Regions from separate parts of the Mus musculus genome. Here all the other regions are linked to region 2. The links are chromatin contacts, called in public Hi-C and promoter capture Hi-C maps. All regions are on one chromosome and are shown on one strand. Each heading gives the region's core, a stretch centred on a gene start, on an enhancer-like site or on the middle of the called end of the contact. The rest is flanking DNA. Distances are from core to core; before and after follow the strand shown.

Evidence for each region. Promoter capture Hi-C pulls out the DNA fragments that hold promoters and counts their contacts. Hi-C and Micro-C count contacts between places; a contact is called where the count stands out from the background.
Region 1: a promoter capture Hi-C map of liver shows a contact between it and region 2, with 2.1 times the contacts expected there. The contact joins the promoter of Pah here to the promoter of Igf1 in region 2.
Region 3: a contact with region 2 is called in a Hi-C map of uterus, with 2.7 times the contacts expected there. The contact joins the enhancer-like site here to the promoter of Igf1 in region 2. A contact is called at or near these places in 13 of 39 promoter capture datasets (the 3T3-L1 cell line, 3T3-L1-derived adipocytes, the C10 cell line and 8 more), 4 of 484 Hi-C or Micro-C datasets (brown adipocytes and uterus), 3 of 115 datasets of contacts at active chromatin or transcription factors (the 230-238 cell line and embryonic basal ganglia) and 3 of 9 other capture datasets (adipose tissue, liver and pancreatic islet).

What each region holds. Positions count from the first base shown.
Region 1 is chr10:87,520,396-87,523,095 of GRCm38.p6, forward strand. It overlaps Pah (phenylalanine hydroxylase), which reads left to right and starts at 1,400. Exons shown (of 13, transcript NM_008777.3): 1 at 1,400-1,681. The coding sequence starts at 1,622.
Region 2 is chr10:87,857,668-87,860,367 of GRCm38.p6, forward strand. It overlaps Igf1 (insulin-like growth factor 1), which reads left to right and starts at 1,385. Exons shown (of 4, transcript NM_001111275.2): 1 at 1,385-1,745. The coding sequence starts at 1,683. All of the region lies in intron 1 of Igf1os (a long non-coding RNA gene), which reads right to left.
Region 3 is chr10:88,259,170-88,261,869 of GRCm38.p6, forward strand. It overlaps a transcript of Washc3 not described here. Among named protein-coding and RNA genes, the nearest start is that of Washc3, 59 kb to the left of the region's middle. Within about 2 kb of position 1,397, at least 6 of the 459 cell types and tissues checked have an H3K27ac peak or open chromatin away from gene starts, as enhancers often do. A contact at or near this core is called in uterus, where this site is marked.

The DNA of each region.
Region 1 (2,700 bases), core at 150-2,649, 340 kb before region 2:
AAGTTCATGAAATCCTAAGCAATGCCCCTAGACGCACATTTTAAAAGCAAAGACACTGGGGTATTGGTAGGAGTGGCTGTCCATCCAATGAGGAAGCAATCCATTTGCTTTGAGTCTCCAACTTGAAATGTTGTCTTTTTTCTTTTGGCAGATACTTGTTTATTAGATCAAGGGATTGTGGGAGGGGATGGGGTGGACTCCTAGTCCCTTCTATTATTGACCTGCTCCCTCATAGTTCATTAACTTTGCCTGGGTAATTATTAAGCAGGCTCTGAGTCCCCTGATGCCCCCGACTTCTCTGTCTTTCTGAAATTGACCTTCCTGTACTTTCATACTTTATTTCTCTGCTAGCAATGAATATCTGCCTTCAGTTTCCTTCTCCGAAAAATGGGGTTCTGACATGCCACCTTCATGTCCACTTGAGACCACTTCCCAGTACCTGGTACTCAGCTCACTCCTCGTTCCTGTTTCTATTTGCCCCTCCCCTGAGGCTTAGTCCTATCTGAACTTGCTTATTTTGCCTGACCACTAGAATGGTGCAGTGCTGATGGGGAGGTTGCTTGCTTCTGCTGTAGTCCCAGTGCAGAGAACCCCACCACTACACACACAGAGCAAATGCTCCATGGCAGTCTGTTGTTTCATTTCTTTTCTTTCTTTCTTTCTTTCTTTCTTTCTTTCTTTCTTTCTTTCTTTCTTTCTTTCTTTCTTTCTTTCTTTCTTTCTTCCTTCCTTCCTTCCTTCCTTCCTCCCTCCCTCCCTCCCTCCCTCCCTCCCTTCCTTCCTTCCTTCCTTCCTTCCTTCTTTTTTTAGACAGACATTTAAGCATTAGCTTCCATTTATGCAGTGTAAATGGTGAGAACAGCCCCGACTGAATACCCAGAGCATCATCTCGTCTGTGTCATTCATGCACATAACATATCTCAGCGAGGTGGCCCTTCTGTCCTCTTTGCAGAGACCCAGCCACCATACTAGTACCTAGAGAACTGGCTGGATTTCAGCCCCGATACCTCCGGGCTTTTGCTCATGTTCGCCTCATAGGGTCATCTGGGTGGTTGCCTAAGGAAAAGTATGTCATGGAGACTAACTTGCTTGGCATTGAATAAAAGGTGAGTTGAGAGTGGAGCGTGTTTAAATTGCAATCCTGCCTCTATTTCTGTGCTTGCAGGGAACAGTCATCCTTAATTGCTATCCTCCATCATCATCATGATTATTTCTGGTTTTTCTCTGGTTGCGGAGAATCCATACTCCAGGTATTCCAATGTCTCAGCATTGCCAGGCCTGTCTGAGCGTCAGGATGTAGGTAGTCTGGGCTCTCTGCCTTCTATTCTTGTCCAGGATACTCTGCCAAAAGAATCATGTTGTGGCTGCCACCCCTCCCACAAAGCCTCCCGCTTGGGTCAGTCCAGGACTGGAGTTGGGTATGGACTGTTCATGTCTATCCACTGCTACGTCAGGGCAACACCCACTGAGAGTGACCTTGTAGACTGCAGTGGGAGACACCCTTCAAAACCTCTCCTCTCCTGTCCTGAGAGCCAGGTTAAAACCATCAGCCCCGCATCCTGAGTGCAAACTTTTCCTAACCCTGCTGCTAAGCTAGACACCTCACTTACTGAGAGCCAGCATGGCAGCTGTTGTCCTGGAGAACGGAGTCCTGAGCAGAAAACTCTCAGACTTTGGGCAGGTAAGCCTGTTGGGCTTCCACTGCTAGGAGAGAATTGGTTCCCCACATGTGAAAGCAGTCTGGGAAATGCTGGTATTTCCAGTCTCCTAAGGCTACTAAGAAATATGACTTTATTTAGAGGCGAGGAAAATGCCCAGGAAGTCAACTGATGAGACTAGTCTTAACAAGTTGAGGATACAGAAAGTTGGGGATCTGAGCTGCTACCAACATCTGTGTGTCTTTGGGTGGCTCATTGGTATCCTCTGCCTATTGGCTTTATCTTCTGTACACTGAAAGGAAATGGCTGGTCCTTAGTCACCTGGGGTGGGAGTCCCTATCTCTCCAGGGATACTTATTCAATCCTTTCTTCTGGGTATCAAAATGACAAGCTTGTAAGAAACTGTCCTCTTTCGGCTTTCAGGAGGTGATGTCGCATGAAGAGAATTTGGGGGGGGGGACTTACTCAGAACCAAGGAGGGAGAAATTAAACAGAGAGGGAAATGAACAGGAGTTAGCCCGGAGCCTGAAGCACCTTGGGGATTATGCTGGGGGTGGAGGGAATCCATTGTCCTCCCTAGGGAGGGCTTGCAGAACATGTTCTTTTCTGTGATATTTGTACTTTCCCCAGATTGCAAATCATGGTTTGTACACTGAGATTCAGTCTCTGGAGGTAATATGCCTTTTCTAGCTTTTCCTTGGACAGGACTAAGGGGTTGAGGGTTGCCTGGAGTCAGAGAAATTTGTGTTAAAGAAGGTTGATATGAGGGTCGGGCAGATCAGCCCAAGGATTCTGGCTCTACCCTATTTTAAGCTCCTATATTGCAGGCTGCACAGTCCCTTGGCCATCTGGGGAGCTCAAGACAGAAATCTGGGAGTGGGGAGCTAGGGGGAGTGGCTTATAAAACACTTAGATGTTTGTGAATCTACAGATTGTTCCTACCAAAAACAGGGACACTCGAAGAGGGTCCAAACATGTCCTGGTATAGGCTCAGCATCAGAAGCAGAACATTTTCCTTCAAAAAAAAAAAAAAGAATACCCC
Region 2 (2,700 bases), core at 135-2,634:
CACTGGAACAGTCTCACACCAGGTTTCTAATGTTCCTGTCTGAAAGGTAAACACTGCTGTGAAGTATTGACCACACAGAGGGTTGGAAAGAGCCCAAGCCCCTTGCAAAACCAAACTGGTTTCATTTGAGGACAATCACCACATCCCCAAGCAGGTTTCTATCCATGGGGCAGCGTAAAGAGGCAGTGTAGAGTTTCCAACTGGCCTCTGTCTCCACCGATGTGTCAGTACCTTCAAATCCCCCTGAGAGTCCGAGAGAGTAAGAGACTGAGGCAAGTCTGGCTCATTTCCATCTCCCCTGGGAAAGCACACCTGGAGAGATATCCGTGGAAAGCATGCAGCGTCTAATCTGGGCTTTTGTAACCTTCTTTCATAATTCACTTTCTTATCTACTGCCTCTGAAAGACCACTGAGAAATAGGTACAAACCGTATCAACAGAAGATCAGAACTCCATTCCCTGTGGCAAAGGCGAGTTTATACATTATAAATAGCAGAAGCAGCCGGCTTGAACCATGCTGCCAGCCACTTACCCAGTTGAGGGATTTGAATGACATCATAACCCTGGAGAGAGTATTGCTAGCCAGCTGGTATTATTTGGAATACACACTCAGACACAGACACAGACAGACACACACACTTACACACACACACATATGCATGCATGCACACATACACACAACTGTGTCTCACACACACACACACACACTCATTTATAGAGAACAATACAGCCAACGGGAAACAGTGTGTGCCTCCCATACTGCTTCCTTGGGGTCAAGGAGGTGACAGGCATCCAGCTTTGTTGAAAACTAGGATCATTTTATTTTTCAATCCATCCCAGATCTCAGCATAGCCTGATTCTCTGCACAAAGCATGACACAGTGTCCTGACAGGAGCCAGCCCACTGCTGCCTGGCCATCTATAGGTTTTAGGAAATGAGATCATTCCCCTTGCCTGGCAACTAGGACAAGGGTCACTCTATCCCCTCCACCTCCCCTTCCCCTGAGAGCTGCCTTTCGATCTAGTTTACCCTGGTCATTTCAGGGTTAACAGCATTGTGCTTCCTGGAGATAGTCTCTTCTTCCTTTTTTTGTTTTTTTTTTCCTTCAAATTTTGCATTTGCCCTAAAATATAAAGTTGCCCCCGTGTCCCACTTAGATCCTCTAATCCTGGTGAGGTGTATTAGCACACAAGTGTACCTTCAAACCCTGTGGAAAGTTAATCAGAGAACAGAGCCTATTTTTCTATGGCAGCCTCAGTATTTAATGTCTGCTAACCCTGTCAGAGACACACATTCTTTTAGGGGGGGGGGGGGTGAGTCTCTGTGCTCCAGTTTTTAAGAGCGAAGGTATGATGTTATTTGTCACGGTGCCCAAAAAAGTCCTTACTCGATAACTTTGCCAGAAGAGGGAGAGAGAGAGAAGGCGAATGTTCCCCCAGCTGTTTCCTGTCTACAGTGTCTGTGTTTTGTAGATAAATGTGAGGATTTTCTCTAAATCCCTCTTCTGCTTGCTAAATCTCACTGTCACTGCTAAATTCAGAGCAGATAGAGCCTGCGCAATGGAATAAAGTCCTCAAAATTGAAATGTGACATTGCTCTAACATCTCCCATCTCTCTGGATTTCTTTTTCGCCTCATTATCCCTGCCCACCAATTCATTTCCAGACTTTGTACTTCAGAAGCGATGGGGAAAATCAGCAGCCTTCCAACTCAATTATTTAAGATCTGCCTCTGTGACTTCTTGAAGGTAAATATCTCTTACTTTTTTTTTTTTTAACTCGTTGGAGAATTGTATTTAAACTGTGTACTGTTTTCTTCTGCCTAGAGTCTTTATTTGCTTTAGAATTTGCATTGTTTCAGAACTGGGGGTTATTTACAAATTGCTGAATGTGCAGTTCTGTGCGAGCTGTAAAAGGAGCTCCGGGGGATGAATGCATTTGCAGAGGTATCTGTACGGGTAGAAACTATTGCAAGGTACTTCTGCTAAAGCCTCCGCTTCCACAGGGCTTCCACACTGCCGTTTTAAGAGACTCCTTTAAATCTAGCCTATGGCTCGGGGCGAGAAAGATGACTATAAACTCGGGAGTGCTTCTCTCTCACAGGTGCAGGCGTTGGCTTTTTCAGAGCATGTTCTTGTGTCTGTGTCTATGTATGTGTGTGATTTGTCAGGACTTTATTTACGAGGCATGTCACAGATTAAAAGTTACATTTTAGATGATAGGAAGGCTTTTAAAAAATGCTTTTTTCTTTCTTTTTTTTTGGAGCCAAGAATCGGGAATTCTTTGCACTTCTGCCCAGAAAGTCAAAGTTAGGGGAAGTTTAATTTGCTTTTCTGTAAAAGCTCTTAGACAACTTGCTGTCTTTGCATATTCAGAAATTTTAAACAGATACAGGCTGTGCTCAGAAAGCAGGAGCTTACTGGCGGCTGCTTGTCCAACTTTTCTCTTTGGAAGGGGACTTTCGTGACTGAGCTGGGGTTTGAATTTTGGTTTAAGGCTCTGCTCTTAGACTCACCGCGCGGCGCGGCAAGGCAAAGCCTCTTTAGGTGAATCGGCTGCTGCTTGCCCCTGCTGCTGCTGTGCTGCCTCTGTCACTTGCCTCTGGCTCTGTCGCTCGCCCCTGCCGCTGCTGCTGCTGCTGCTGCTGCTGCTGCTGCTGCTGCTGCTGCCGTTTGCCCCTGCCGCTGTCTATGTTCTGCCTTC
Region 3 (2,700 bases), core at 147-2,646, 400 kb after region 2:
TTTTAGTTCACCATCAAGACAAAGTTAAAACACACAGTCTGTTTTCTCATTCTTCTGAGGTATTTGTTAATATATAGCCATATTCTTCTAGAAGGGTATTCAAGTCTATATAGGAGAAGCATATATTTCTATAAATATATGGTTGTCTCCCTTTGACTTTCTCCGTAGATAGTTGAATTTGATAGGAAAGAAATAGACTCCAAGAGTTTCTTTGATTATATATATATATATATATATATATATAAGCCATTTTGGAATGGGGACAGCAGATGAGTAAGAGGTAGCTGCTAGACTTTCCCAGTATCATGGCGGATTCGCCACCGGAGGAATCAGGTTTTAATAAGGCTTACAAGATTAGGTTTTAGTTGTTGCACCCAGAGATTGAGTTACCATTGTTTCTGAAAAAATATTATTAATATTCATAATTATTTTCAGCTTGTTGGAATATGCAGCTCAGTTAAATCAGTAAAGCACCAACAGGCATAACACCAAACTCTGTAGAATTAATTTAGTAACGAGAAATGTAAGGGCTATTTCAGGGTCAGAAAGGTGTCTAAGTCAGAGAAGGGTTTTCTGTGCAAGTATAAGGTCCTTCATTCAGAACCCAGAACTCCCATACGACAGAGCCCAGCATGGTGGTGCATGCTTGCTATCCCAGCATGGTGGTGCATGCTTGCTATCCCAGTTCTGAGTCGGGATTCTTGGGGCTCCCTGTCCAGCTAACCTGGGCTACTTTGCCAGATCCAGGTCAATAAGAGACTGAGAGACCCTATCACATACAAAAAACAGAAACAAGATAAACCAACAACAAAAATAGAGAGTACTGAAGGCTACCTCTGGCCTCTGCACAGACACGCACACACACACACACACACACACACACACATATCCACACAAACATACACATAAAGGCACACATACGTACACAGACACATATATACAAACACATTTTGCCCACCCTCCTAAAAAAAAAAAACTCTATTTACAGATAAAGTGAAAAAACATCTTGAACACAAAACTTCTAAAGCACAGGTGGATGTCATCTATAACACTGGCATAAAAGGGCTGAGTTTAATTTATTTTCCCTCCTTTTATCTGTCCTAATAATTATAATTTGAGAGCAGAGCTTTCAATGTTGACTGTAATTATTGGGCCAAAGAGGTTGCAGTTGACAAGGTTACAAAATTCAGCATGGAAGGGGGAAAAAAGAGAGAGAAAGAAAGAGAAGGAGAGAGACAAAGTCAAACTAAGTCTCTCCTCTTGAAGGGACATCGTGAGAAGGAACAGCTTGTTCGCACAGTGACGTCATCGCTGCCGAGACAGTGTGCGAACTGCTCAACGTGAGAGCCCTTCCGTTTCATCTGCAATATAACGCTGGTGACAGGTATTCAAGAACTGCATGTTCTTCCAAAAGGTTCACTGTCTACTGAGTACTCTCAGCCCATCCGTACACATAAAGTGCTCCCAACTGTTTTGAAGCACAGCAGACCCTCTGTGTGACAGGCACGCCTCGGGTTGTAATTCTCCCTTTTGGATTTCAAAGTCATAACTTAACTTCTGGATTTTTTTTTTCTTTTTGCTTGCTTACATTTCAAAGACAGTGGATAAGCCCTTGCTTTTTTAAAAACAAAACAAAACAAAAAACAAACAAACAAAAAAAACAAAGCCCATTGGTATTTAAAAACAAGCTCACTTCCTAAAGGCAAAGAGCTTTGCAGAATGAAGTAAAATACTTTACGTGGTATCTCAGACTCTTGCTAAGTTTATTTTCATTGTATGTATAATCAGTTCCATTTGGTTTCACATCCTTGAGGCAATGTCACATTCTATGAAGTGCTGGCACACACCAAGTTTGTGGACTCACAGGAGTTTGTTGATATAAACCTGGAAAGTTCATAAAACTAGAACAAATTAGGCTAAAAGTCAATCTGATGGTCAACCCAGGACGTTTCTTCTAGCTCAGAAGAGAAAAACTTGGGAGCCTAACTGTTGAATCCAGGAATCCCTTCCTGACAGTTTCCTGCTGTTCACCATCCTGAAAGCAAACCAATCCTTCAAGCACCATCTCTTGAGACTTGGCCATTGTTATTTGGTGTTCTAACAGATGTTGGCTCCAGGCTCTTTGCAGGAGAGCAGTATTTAGCAATAACTTCTTTAGAAAGGGTGAGTCCATCTGAATATGTCAGACAACAACTTGCCTGATGTGAAAGTTATTAATACAAGCACTCCCACTTTGTCCGTCTGCTTTTTAATGACCAAAAGTAATGAGCCTTTTTAAGACTTGTGTTTCACCGTTTTTTTTTTTTATAACATGCAAACCGTACAGAACATTGTGACCATTAAAGCAAGCTTGCAACTACACTAATCTCCATGGAAATGCTGGAATGCAGATAAACAACCCCAGACAATAGGGAAGAATGAACTAGCCTGTTTATTAGTCTTTGAATGTCTCCCTCGTGTTCACGTGAGCAAGTTCCCTACAAGGAAAAAAAAAAGTGAGAAAAAGCAGGGAGGGGTACTGTTTTATTATGGAAATAGAAAATAACATTGCCTTTCAGCAGTTCTGCCAATACAATGGAAATATAAGCCATGTATCTTATTTAAAATTTAGTATTATCCAAATACTAAAATAAAAAGAAATATTTAAATTTCACTTCAATATTTTTAATCTACCCTAGCATTCCAACATACCACCAGTAA